3 separate regions of the Macaca mulatta genome follow, and regions 2 and 3 are each linked to region 1. The links are chromatin contacts, called in public Hi-C maps. All regions are on one chromosome and are shown on one strand. Each heading gives the region's core, a stretch centred on a gene start, on an enhancer-like site or on the middle of the called end of the contact. The rest is flanking DNA. Distances are from core to core; before and after follow the strand shown. Region 1 holds the start of CDC37 (cell division cycle 37, HSP90 cochaperone). Region 2 holds the start of KRI1 (KRI1 homolog). Region 3 holds the start of ICAM1 (intercellular adhesion molecule 1).

The links. Hi-C and Micro-C count contacts between places; a contact is called where the count stands out from the background.
Region 2: a Hi-C map of fetal cortex germinal zone shows a contact between it and region 1, with 4 times the contacts expected there. The contact joins the promoter of KRI1 here to the promoter of CDC37 in region 1. A contact is called at or near these places in 3 of 14 Hi-C or Micro-C datasets (fetal cortex germinal zone, fetal cortical plate and liver).
Region 3: a Hi-C map of fetal cortical plate shows a contact between it and region 1, with 2.5 times the contacts expected there. The contact joins the promoter of ICAM1 here to the promoter of CDC37 in region 1. A contact is called at or near these places in 4 of 14 Hi-C or Micro-C datasets (CD4 T cells, cortical neurons, fetal cortex germinal zone and 1 more).

What each region holds. Positions count from the first base shown.
Region 1 is chr19:11,130,237-11,134,411 of T2T-MMU8v2.0, forward strand. CDC37 (cell division cycle 37, HSP90 cochaperone) reads right to left here and starts at 2,342. Exons shown (of 8, transcript XM_077977429.1): 1 at 2,177-2,342. The coding sequence starts at 2,278. It overlaps PDE4A (phosphodiesterase 4A), which reads left to right and starts at 3,538. Exons shown (of 17, transcript XM_028839945.2): 1 at 3,538-3,799. It overlaps LOC144336665 (a long non-coding RNA gene), which reads left to right. Exons shown (of 3, transcript XR_013408923.1): 3 at 772-994. LOC144336672 (a long non-coding RNA gene) reads right to left here. Exons shown (of 2, transcript XR_013408930.1): 2 at 3,682-4,175.
Region 2 is chr19:11,286,049-11,290,223 of T2T-MMU8v2.0, forward strand. It overlaps KRI1 (KRI1 homolog), which reads right to left and starts at 1,716. Exons shown (of 19, transcript XM_015122862.3): 1 at 1,604-1,716; 2 at 1,417-1,490; 3 at 631-736. The coding sequence starts at 1,715. It overlaps CDKN2D (cyclin dependent kinase inhibitor 2D), which reads right to left. Exons shown (of 2, transcript NM_001266521.1): 2 at 2,213-3,109. The coding sequence ends at 2,750.
Region 3 is chr19:10,990,039-10,994,213 of T2T-MMU8v2.0, forward strand. ICAM1 (intercellular adhesion molecule 1) reads left to right here and starts at 2,299. Exons shown (of 7, transcript NM_001047135.1): 1 at 2,299-2,365. The coding sequence starts at 2,299. It overlaps LOC144336653 (a long non-coding RNA gene), which reads right to left and starts at 1,516. Exons shown (of 4, transcript XR_013408910.1): 1 at 1,249-1,516.

The sequences.
Region 1 (4,175 bases), core at 1,092-3,591:
CCAGTCTTAATTTATTCTTACAAAAGTCTCAGGGAGGTGGGGTCATAGTATCCCAGGTTTCATACGGGATCAGGGAGGCCTGAGTCTTGCCACATCAAAGAAAGAAAGAAGCAGCAAGAGGCAGGACTAGGATTGGAACGCAAGCTTGCCTGTCCTTGAACCTGTGCTGGAGACGCTGAAGCCCCCTGCCTCCCTTACGTGCCACTACAACCACCGGGTTCTCAGCGGTAGGACAGGAAAAGCTCCGTGCCAGAGGGAGGAGGGTGTGGCAGGTACACTACGCTGCAGGAGGGGGGCCCTCCCACTCGGCAGGACCAAACCATTCTCCACAGTAGTAAAGATTAACCTCTTTATGTGACAGAAATAGGTCTTCCCAAGAATAGTCTTTGGAGCTTTGTGGAAGTCTTAAATATTTCATAATAAAATGTTACACACGGCAAGAAATAGAAGCGCTAGAACTTTCTTCCCACACTCCAGTGGCTTGCTTGGCAGGTACACTACCCAGGAGACTCAGGATTTAAGGAAGAGGTCTGGAGGTGGGACTGGGAGCTAGATAAAGAGACTAATGCCGTATTCTGGAGTATTCCAAAATGATGGGGAAGGGAACTTCTAGTTGTTTCTTGGATAAATGATGGGGAGTTGTCCTATGAGAGGGTGGGGTAAGAGATCCTCACTAGAAGGTTCTGAAAGGTATATGCCCTTAGTTTAAGAGTACAACATGGCTGGGTGCAGTGGCTCACGCCTGTAATCCCAGCACTCTGGGAGGCCGAGGTGGGTGGATCGCCTGAGGTCAGGAGTTCGAGACCAGCCTGACCAACATGGAGAAACCCCCGTCTCTACTAAAGGTACAAAACTAGCCAGGCGTGGTGCCGCATGCCTGTAATCCCAGCTATTCAGGAGGCTGAGGCAGGAGAATTGCTTGAACCCGGGAAGCAGAGGTTGCAGTGAGCCAAGATTGTGCCACTGAACTCCAGCCTGGGCGACAAGAAGGAAACTCCATCTCAAAAAAAAAAAGAGTACAACAGACACTGATATGTGATTTGGGGTAGCAGGAGGTTAAACCTTTAAGTCTTAGTCACCCCATTGGCTTGTGAGCACTGAGGGGGTGGTAGGACATGGATCACTCAGACTTGGGATTCTGGGGTCTGGATTTGGGGGTTCTGTTGTGGTCCGATAGAAGAAGGGGTAGTGAATTTAGAATCAGACCAGGAGTCCCTGGAAAAGAGCAGGGACAATTTGGGTCACAGAGTAGCGATCAGGTTGGGGATACAAGGTGGGGTGGGTTTGGGGTCCTGGGCTTGAGTTAGGGGAGTTTCCAATGCTGGCCAAGGCTCATACAGGAAGCCAGTCTGGGAGGTGGGTGGTGACAGGGTCTGCAATACCAAGTAGGGGCAGGGGCTCTGGCTGGGCCGGAAGCCACGTGGGCAGGATTTCCTGGTCTAATGGGAAATGGGTCTACCCGAGGCCAAAGGAGAGGCTGGAATGTGAGGCTCTGTCGGGGTGGAGCTGGTAGTTAGATCCAGAGGGGAACCAGGTTCCACAACCGAAGTCCTCGGTGAGACTAAGGATCCTGAAGGGGGACGGCTCTACACTCTAGGAAGGGGGTCCCGGGTGTGGGCAGGGACAGGAATATCAGAGTAGCACAGAGTTCCTTGTACCGTTTAGAAAAGGAGTGGCGACTCCGGATCTGAATGGGAACCCCGGATCAAGATCCCGGAAAGTAGATCCCAGGACAGACCAAAGTATTGGGGGTCCAGACTACGGAGGTGGGGGAGGGCGACGTGAGATCCCAGATAGGGAGTGGATACCCGAATAGGATGAGGGATCATCTAGAAGAATTTGGGGACCAAACTTTGAGGCAGAGTTCTGGGTGTAAATGTTAACTCCGAACAGAATTAGGGAGACTCGTCTAAGGGAGTCCAGACTGAAGAAGTTCTAGGGGGTGAATAGGGAATCCCACGCAAAAATCGGAGCAGGGGGTTGGGGGGAGATCCCGAGCAAGGACTCAGGGTACCAGTGGTACTGGGGTCCTGGAGTTGAATCGAGGCTCCTGAAAGTCCAGACTGAGGGGGTGAGAATCCTAGGTGTGAACAGTGGGGTCCCTAGGCAGTATCGGGGACCACAACTCTGGAGCGGGGTCCGGGAGTGGGGAAAGGGATGGGCGCGCGCGCCTTACCTGATGCCGCCAGCGGAAGAGGCTGGCCGTGTCGATGTTGGGGTGCGTCTCGTCTTCATCATCAGACACCTCAATGTGGTCCCACACGCTGTAGTCCACCATCTTGCCTTGGCGGCCCAGCCCGCTACGGCTCGGTTGGCGGCGACGGCGGCGGCGCTGGAGACTTGGTGCGCGGAGCCCCGCCCCTTCCGCTTCCGCCCGAGTGCGGGGGAAACCCCGCCCATGCCTGACGTCACATCCCTAGTAACCGCGGCAGCGGCACTGGCTACCCATTCTGCCTTAAAGGGCCTTGCGCAAGCGTTCCAGTCCCCTGGAGTTCCCGCAGAGACTCCACCTTATCGGGCGCAGGGGCTCCGCTAGGTCTCCTGGGGGCATACGAGTGGGCACTTCAACTCCTAGCCCCCCTCATCTCCCGCCTCTCCACGGTGGGCGTTTGGGGTGGCAGGGAGAGGACGGTTGATGAGACTAAGAGGACTGTCCCCTCAGCTACGCCGCAGTGACGTCTGCAAGGGGTACGGACACGGCGGGAAGGCCCTCCCCCTGCCCTTCGTAAACGGGGACCTAAGCCTGCTCTGGAGAGGGGCGCCTGACGACTCCTGGGACTTTCTCAGCCCGAGGAGGACTGGACCTGCCCTGGGGGTGTCTAAATCGAGGGTGGTATGGCCCTCCCCTTGAGGGGTTAAACATAGAGGGGAGATTGTGGCTCTGCCTTGGGAGCCTTCTCCTCGTCCTCCAGCTCCGGCCATTAGCAGCAAGGACTCGCGCGCGCGCACATACACACACACACACACACACACACACACACTTTGGAATCACCCGGACCCCCCATAACGGGTCTCGGCGCCCCACCCCGCGTGACCGCTGGGTGTCGCTAGAGTCTAGCCTACGGCGCGTATTCCTGGTCCCGCGCTTGGTGGGGGAATCTTGGAGGGGTGGAAGGGGGCTTTCCTTTTCGTCACAGTCTGGGGTCACGCATAGTCCCTCCCCGTTTGTCTGGGGGTACCCTTCCTCCGCCGGGGCTCTAAGGACTCCATTACTCTAAGCATGCAGGGCCCTGGCCTCACACTTCCACGCATCCCAATCCGCGCTTTTATACCAGGATAATAGGCCGCGTTGCAGTCTCGGGCCAGGATTATTTTAGATTAAAGGGTGCTCCATCGGGGGTCAGGCTGGATAGGAGGAGCTCCAGCCACTCGGGTGAGGGGCGCCTCTTCCCAGTCTCCCCTGGAGCCGACGTCGCAGGCGGTGCCCGGAGAGAGCGAGCGAAAGTCTCCAGATGGGGGGAATTCCCCAGTGCATGGAGGGGGAGGGGCCATCGGACAAAAACGCCCTCCCGCTGCCGCCCCTCCCCCTCGCGCTTCATTCAAACCCGCGAGTGGGCGGCCAGGGGCGGAGGAGTCCCCATCTCCTCCCCCTCCCTCTTCACCTCTACCCTGGCAGTCCAGCACATCAGTGGCTGTCACGGCCCGGGCACGCGCGCGCACGGACCCACACCCCGGCGGCTCTCACAATCGCACACACACATACACACACACCAGCAAACAAAGGGTCTGGACACCCCCGTCCCCTCCCGCCCCCCAGGCCAGAGAGGGCGGGGCATCCCCTCCCCAGCCCCCCCGCAAGGTAAGCTTGGGGCTGCGAGCTGCGGTGGGGAGGGGGACCCGGTGCCATGGTGGGAGGGGGCCAGGACTGTAGGGAGTTCCCCGGCTCCCCAAGAAAGCCATACCCCCACCCCCACCGTATGCCCTTCAGGGCTTCGGCCCGGTCAGCAGCATGGGGGTGTTGGGAGAGAATCCGAGATGTCAGGGATTCCCGGATCGGCGCGGGGGTCTCTTCCTGGCTCTGGAGACTGGAGCTGCCCAGCTTCAGCAAAACAGCGTTCCCGGAGCCTCAGCTTCCAGAACCGGGGATAGGGCGCCGGAAGCTTCCCCATCAACGCCGAGCATTTCCTAATCTGCCAGCACAGCACCTCCAGCCCTGGGGACTGAGGAGAGAGACC
Region 2 (4,175 bases), core at 466-2,965, 160 kb after region 1:
CTAAAAACACAAAATTAGCTGGGCATGGTGGCACATGCCTGTAATCCTAGCTACTCAGGAGGCTGAGGCAGGAGAATTGCTTGAACCTGGGAGGCGGAGGTTGCAGTGAGCTGAGATTGCGCCTTTGCAGCCCAGCCTGGGCAACAAGAGTGAAACTCCGTTTCAAAAAAATAAAAAAAGAGATGGGGTCTCGCTATGTCACCCAAACTGGTCTCAAATTCCTGGCCTCAACTGACCCTCCCACCTCAGCCTCCCAAAGTGCCAGGATTAGATGCTTGAACCACCTGCCCAGCCTGGTGGAGTTGAAATCATTCAGTCAGCAATTCCCAAATTGAACAGTGCCAAGGACAAAGTCATTAACCCCACCACCAGGTAATAACCTAGGCTCTGCTAAGGACTTGTGACTTGTGAAGCAATTCATTCAACAGTCAAAACAGATGAATTGTGTAAACTGGGCAAGTCCCAATCTATCCTTAAAACAGCCCTGAGGGGCGATGCTACCGTTAGATACACTTTACAGACAGGAAAGGAGGCTCAGAGAAGTCAAGTCACTTCTCTGAATCCATTCAGGAAAGGACCCCGCATTCTGTTCCTGAGGAAGGAGAGGCTTAGACAGGAGTGGCCCCGGACCTGTTCTGTTATAGAAGGTGGCATCTTTCTGATAAATGCGGGGGTCCTTCTTCTTCAACAAGGAGAGCGTTTTGTAAAAGTCCCGCTCCTGCTGGGGGTCAAATTCCTAGGACGGGAAAAGGGTTGGGGATAGGTTTCAGAAGGGGGGTAATAAGAGCCCTGGCACCAGCCAAGTGAGCTCAGCAGTAGGGATTAGGATGGAGGGAGCGGGGATCTGGCTGGGGAAGAGAGGAAAGCGGTCAAACAGCAGGAGAGAGAGGGGACCTCTTGGGGTGGGCAGGGGCAGGCCACAGGTAGATACAGGATATGGGTAGAGAAAGATGGGGGCAAGGAGAAGGTAATTCCTGGGGAAGACAAGGACTTGACAAGGGGCAGGTGGGCCGAGGGCACAAGGGAGACAGTGGGGAGGGGCTGGGCCAGGCCGTACAGTGGGGCCAAGATCAGGGCTGATGTGAGAAGTTGGGCACCCCACGTGGCGCAAGGAGTACACTAAAAAATGGCTAGACTCGAGGATGAAAGGGGAAAGGGGGGTTCCTAGGGGACAGAGTCGCCCCACACATCAGAGTGGGCAGGTGGATGTTAGCAGGGGGGAGAAAATAAGGGGGATTTGGCTCTCCTAGGGAGAGGGAGGGCGCTGTCTGTCCCTCATGGGATGGGGAACGGGGGATGGACGCTCCCGCAGGGCGCTCTGGGGTCGGGGGTTGCCCCCCTGTCTACATCGGGGTCGGAGTGCAGTGGGGGGGCTTGGACGCCTCCGCACGTCCAGGACGGGGCGCGGACGCGCACCACGCGCTCGTCGCTGGAGTCCGACTCAGAGCTGGAGTCGCTGCCGCTGTCCCGGTCCCCGTAGCGATCCTTCACTGCGGGACACAGACGGGATGCCCCCCAGGTCAGCCGGCTGGACCAGCTCGACTCCCCACTTCCCAACCGCCCATCGCAAGCAGGCTCCCGCGCGCATGCGCCCCGGACTCACGCCGCTGCAGTTCCTCGCGCTCCCGGTAGCGGTTGTACCGCGCGGCAAACGCCGTGTTCACCCGCAGCTGCGACGACCCGCGCGGTTCCGGCATGGCGGCTCTGTGGCCCATTGCGCACGCGCATTGAGGACGCCCTGGACGGGGCGGGGCCGCCCTCGGTCCCGCCCGCATCCAATTTCAAAAGAGGCGGACCGCACCTAACCCCGCCCCTGGCTTTTCCGGGATCCCCTTCGCCTCATGACCGCAGTCACCGCCCACCGCTACGCCCCTGCGGGGAAGGCCGCGGCCACCGCCCACCCGCCCCACCCCCGGTGCTCCGGGCACCCAGCTGACATCTGGGGGCCCTTTCTCCACTCGCGGTTTCCTGCTTCCCTTCCGTTCCGACAGCGAAAACCGCTGCCCCACCCAGCTCACTCACCCTGGCGCCCTGGGAATTACTATTCTCTCCCCTCACCCACCGCATCCACGATCCCCGACCCCCGTCCTCATCCCCATCAACATCCGGGATGTGTAACTCTCCATCCCAGACTCAAAAATCTGAAGCCACCCGCGCTGTGATCATGCACAAGTCTTAATTTAATGGGTAAAAACATTAAATTATTACAACATTTTTTTCCAATAAAGCATAATAAATAGAATCCATTTCTTTTAAAACGCTGTACAAGAGACTGGAAAACAAGCTTCCAACAGAATATGAATAACTCATTCTACCTTCTTACTGATTTGGGACTCTCCCCCCACCCCCTGTGCCCGAAGCAACGTGCACACTTCAGGTCTCTGAGCACAGCCAGCCAAGGTCACCAGGTTCTACGCTCCCTGGAGGTGATTTCACTCTTAAACGCTCTGCCCTTGGGTCTTGTCTGAGGCCCCAACAGCCTGGGGCGCAGAAAAAACTGAACCGTTTAGGTGGCTGTGGCCTGCAGGAGCCCTTCTCTGTCCAACACACCAAAAGGAGTGAGAAAAACAAATGAGAAACGTCCCCCAAATACCCACACACCCCAAAAACCAACACCTATAAGCCACAAACTGGTGCTCCTCCCCTACTGCGGCAGCAGGCAGGAGAAACAAGAAGAGAAAGTGTTTCTTCCCCTCTCTTCTGATACATAACCCCACGGGGTTCTCTTCCTGGATAGAGTGACCCCAGATCACAGCGGGGCCACCATGTGCCCCTGCAGGATGTCCACGAGGTCCTGAGCCCCTCTCTGCAGTGCCAGTTCCAGGGGTGTGAGACCCCTGGCGTCCCTGCGATGGAGATCAGATTCAGCCGCCAGAAAGCTGACCACAGCAGTGTGACCCTCTTGCACCGCCAGATGGATAGGAAGTGCCCCGGTGCCATCAGGCGCGTTGACATCAGCCCCGTGCTCCACTAGGACCTTCAGGGTGTCCAGGAATCCAGTGCGGGCTGCGTCATGGACTGGACTGGTGCCGGAGGTGTCCTGGACATTGGGGCTGGCACCTTGCTTCAGCAACTCCAGGGCGATGGCGGTGCTGCCAAACATCATGACCTGTGTGAGGGACAGAGGATCAGGAGGTCCTCAAGGGAGGGGTTTCCAAAAAAGGGGTTACTGGCCGGGCGCGGTGGCTCACGCCTGTAATCCCAGCACTTTGGGAGGCCGAGGCGGGCGGATCACGAGGTCAGGAGATCGAGACCATCCTGGCTAACACGGTGAAACCCCGTCTCTACTAAAAATGCAAAAAATTAGCCGGGCGAGGCGGCGGGCGCCTGTAGTCCCAGCTACTCGGGAGGCTGAGGCAGGAGAATGGCGTGAACCCGGGAGGCGGAGTTTGCAGTGAGCCGAGATCGCGCCATTGCACTCCAGCCTGGGCGACTAAGCGAGACTCTGTCTCAAAAAAAATAAATAAATTAATTAATTAATTAAAAAAAAAGGGGTTACTGGAGAGAGAAGGGTCATCCAGAAAGAGGCATCTCCCCGGAACAGGAAATGCCAGAGGAGGGATCCTCTAGTGAACGGAGAAGCTGCATAAGCCCCCAGGGGACTGTTTGAGATGCAGAGAAAAAGTTCTCCTGGGAATAGGGACCCCCCCCAAAAGCTGGTCACTCCCTTAAGAATGAGACCCCCCAACCCAGAGAACAGCCCCCATGGAAACTTTCAAGGAACCTAAGACTCTCCCGCAAGGGACCAAAGACGCCCCCAGATATGGGCAATCACCAGGAAATATAAAATCCCCTCCAGGAAATGGGCCCCCAGAGATGGAGAACTACCCCCAAAGAATTGATAGTCCTCATAAGGGAAAAGAGATGTCAAAGGAAAGCGAACCCCACCCCCTTCTCCAGGAATTAGCCTCCTCCTGTATAATGGTGATGTCACCTCAGAGTACCTGAGAGCTCCCTTCAGGAAGCGGGATTCCAAAAGCAATAATAAAAGAAGAGAAAAGAGACTCCTCTCTAAACTCTCCCAGGGAATATAAGGATGTCTTGCGATCTGACACTGTTCCTCCACTGGGGCCCCCACACTATAGCTAGGATCCGCATAATCTTTAGGAATGAAGACCCCACCCCCAAGTAACCAGATATGTCTCAGAGAGCCCCCTACAAAATGAGGAACCCCT
Region 3 (4,175 bases), core at 1,049-3,548, 140 kb before region 1:
TCACTTGAACCTGAGAGGCAGAGGTTGCAGTGAGCCGAGATCACGCCACTGCACTCCAGCCCGGGTGACAGAATGAGACTGGGGTTCACAAACAGACAAAACAACAAAGTCCTCCCCAGGTGACAGGCACTTTCACTTATCTGCCCTGTCATCTCCCTGCCTGCTCCTCCCCTCCAGTCTCTTCCTTTGCTAAGCCTGCTCCAGCCACGCTTGTCTCCTGGATGTTCCTTTTTTTTTTTTTTTTTTTGAGGCAGAGTCTCACTCTGTCACACAGGCTGGAGTGCAGTGCATGGATCTTGGCTCACTGCAACCTCCGCCTGCCGGGTTCAAGAGATTCTCCTGCCTCAGCCTCCCAAGTAGGTGGAATTACAGGGATGCACCACCACACTCAGCTAATTTTTGTATTTGTGTAAAGACGGGGTCTCCCTATGTTGCCCAGGCTGGTCTTGAACTCCTGGGCTCAAGGGATCCTCCCATCTCGGCCTCCCAAAAGGCTGGGATTACAGACGGGAGCCACCGCGCCCAGCTGGATTTTTGTCTGACTCTGTTCATTCTTGCGTCCCCAGTACCTGAAAGGATGCCAAGCACACAGTAGGCGCTTAATAAACATTGAGCCACATGTTGAGAAAAGAACGGCGCCATTGTGGCTGCAAGTGGGACTTGGACCGCGCGGGGGAGCTCGCCGCCCGCGCACCTCGGGCTGGGGCGCGAGTCCGTAGAACCCGCCCGAGGAAGAACCCGTGGCGCAGGATTTTCCCAGGCCGTCTGAGGACCAGGGACGTCCCCAGTCCCACTCTGTGACTTTGCTCAGGCCGTTCCGGGGCGGGAATTCAGTACCCCTCAGCCCCCCAAGAAAAAAATAACCCCGTGGAAATTCCTTGGGAATGACCGAGGCGGGGAAAATATGCGTCTCTGGATGGCCAGTGACTCGCAGCCCCCTTCCCCGATAGGAAGGGCCTGCGCGTCCCAGGCCCCTTCGCTTCCCTTTCTGCTGCGCGACCTCCCTGGCCCCTCTGAGATCTCCACGGCGACGCCGCGCGCGCCCCACAACAGGAAAGCCTTAGGCGGCGCGGCTTGGCGCTTGGAGACTTCAGAGTCCCCAGCCTCGACGTGGTGGATGTCGAGTCTTGGGGTCACACGCACAGGCGGTGGCCAAGCAAACACCCACTCATATTTAATGCACGCGCCTGGGTTGCGGGAGCCTCGCGCGGAGGGCAAGGGTTCGAGCACCCCCTCTCCCTGCCTCACCTCGGAGCCTGGGGGCTGCCTTGTTTCCCAGCTGCAGGAAGGGGTTCGAGCGCCCCTTCTCCCTGCCTCGCCTCGGCGCCTGGGGGCTGCAGCCTCAGTTTCCCAGCGACAGGTAGGGGTTTCGAGCGCCCCCCTCTCCTCCCTCGTCAAGATCCAAGCTAGCCGCCTCAGTTTCCCCGCGGAGCCTGGGACGCCAGCGGAAGGGCTCGGCGCGTGGGGATCACGCAGCTTCCTTCCTTTTTCTGGGAGCTGTAAAGACCCTCCCGCGGCCAAGGCCGAAAGGGGAAGCGAGGAGGCCGCGGGGGTGTGAGTGCCCACGGGTGTAGAGGGAGGACACCGATTTCCCCGGACGTGGTGAGACCGCGCATCGTCACTCCCACGGTTCGCGTTAGCCGGGAGGTGCCTGGCTCTGCTCTGGCCGCTTCTTGAGAAATGCCCGTGTTAGCTGGGTGGGGACGTGACCCTAGGGGGAGGGGCACCCCTCAGTGGAGGGAGCCCGGGGAGGATTCCTGGTCCCCCACCCAGGCAAGGGGCTCATCCACTCGATTAAAGAGGCCTGCGTAAACTGGAGAGAGAGGACTTGAGTTCGGATCCCTTCGCAGCCTGGAGTCTCAGTTTACTGCTTTGTGAAATGGACACAGTAACAGTCCCCACTCTCCGGGGTAGTTGGCAGTATTTAACAGTACTTAATAAACCGCTTAGCGCGGTGTAGACCGTGATTCAAGCTTAGCCTGGCCGGGGAACGGGAGGCGTGTGGACCGGGAGCAGCCCCCGGGGTCATCGCCCCGCCACCGCCGCCCGATTGCTTTAGCTCGGAAATTCCGGAGCTGCAGCGGCCAGAGAGGGAGGACGACCCTGCTCGGCCCTGGCACCCTCTCAGTCCGGAAATACAGCAGCATTTGTTCCGGAGGGGAAGGCGCGAGGTTTCCGGGAAAGCAGCACCGCCCCTTAGCCCCCAGGTGGCTAGCTCTATAAAGGACCTCGCGCCCCACTGCGTCCCACTCGACGCTGAGCTCCTCTGCTACTCAGAGCTGCAACCTCGGCCTCGCTATGGCTCCCAGCGGCCCCCAGCCCGCGCTGCCCATACTCGTGGTCCTGCTCGGGGCTCTGCTCCTAGGTGAGTCAGGGGTGGGGATTGCCATCGGGCCAGCTCCGCAAAACTCCGGGAGGACCGGTTCCCAGGTCAGGTCATGCATACTTAGGTAGCTGTTTATGGGAAGGTGGGCTAGAGACAGCGATTGAAAGGCAACAGTCAGTGGGTTCGAATCCAGACCCTGCATCACCTCCACGTGTGGCCTCGGGCTATACATTGCAGCTTTGAAAAAGGGGGTTGGAGATGGAGGGGAGGGGCAGACCTCATTTTGTTGCCCAGGCCGGTCTTGAACTCCTGGGCTCTTGTGTGAGCCACCGCCTTGCTTGGCTAGATTGGGCCTCTTAAACTTCAGTTTCTCAGCTGTAAAACGGGAAACGTCATAGCAGCCACCTGGCAGGGTATCTTGGCCCAGCACAGCACCTGGCCCCAGGACTCAATCATGATGGTTTGGGAACTTGGCTGTGTGCCAACCCAACAAGGCTTAAGGGACCCCCACCCACTTCAAGATGTATATTCTGTTCCTCATCCTCTCTGCCCCTGGGGAAGTCCAGGGCTGCTTCTACTCAGGGGAATTCCAGAGCTGACTTATCCGTGGCCCAAGGCTGAGAAGTGGGAGGCGCCAGCACACCCTCCCCCAGCTCCAGCCTAGCTAGGACAGAGGGAAGGGGTCAGAGGATCTTTCCGGGTGGTGTAAGTTTGGGGAACCAGGAAGGTGGGAGATTGACAGCTTGGTTAACAGCTCAACAAAGCCTCAGATCCAGGCCAGCGTGGTGGTTCATGCCTGTAATCCTGACACTTTAGGAGGCCCAGACTGGTGAATCACTTAAGGTCAGGAGTTGGAGACCAGCCTGGCCAACATGGTCTCTACTAAAGCCCGTCTCTACTAAAAATACAAAAATTAGCTGGCATGGCGGTGGGCACCCGTGATCCCAGCTACTCGGGAAGCTGAGGCAGGAAAATCCCTTAAACCCAGGAGGCGGAGGTTGCAGTGAGCTGAGATGGTGCCACTGCACTCCAGCCTGGGAGACATAGAGAGATTTGGTCTCAAAAAACAAAGCGTTCTGATCCAGACTCAGACCCAGATCACACTGCTTTCTAACTGAGTAACCATTTCCCTTTATGAAATGGGAATGGTCCCAGAATCTCCCTTGGAAAATATATGGAGTCAATGTTCTCACACCCCCATCCAAGATAGAACAAATCCGAGACAAGAATCTTTGAAGTGGGGCAGTGCTGGGCTCAGACATTTTTTCCCACCTTCGGAGGCAGCAGAATCTGAGGGACCTAATACAAATAGGCCTGCCCTGCCGCCTGCCCTCCCTCCATCCCTCCCTCCCTCCCTCCCTTCCTTCTTTCCTTCCTTCCTTCCTTTTTTTGAGACGGAGTCTCACTCTGTCACCTAGGCTGGAGCGCAGTGGCGCGGTCTGGGCTCACTGCAACCTCTACCTCTCAGGTTCAAGCGATTCTTCTGCCTCAGCCTCCCTGAGTAGCTGGGACTACAGGCGTGTGCCACCACGCCCGGCTAATCACTGTGTTAGCCAGGATGGTCTTGATCTCCTGACCTCGTGATCTGCCCATCTCAGCCTCCCAAAGTGCTGGAATTACATGCATGAGCCACAGTGCCCACCGTGTAAGCCCCTTCTTTCTTTCTTTCTTTCTTTCTTTCTTTCTTTCTTTCTTTCTTTCTTTCTTTCTTTCTTTCTTTCTTTCTTTCTTTCTTTCTTTCTTTTTTTTATTTTGAGATGGAGTCTTGCTCATCCCGCAGGCTGGAGTGCAGTGGCACTATCTCGGCTCACTGCAAGCTTTGCCTCCTGGGTTCACGCCATTCTCCTGT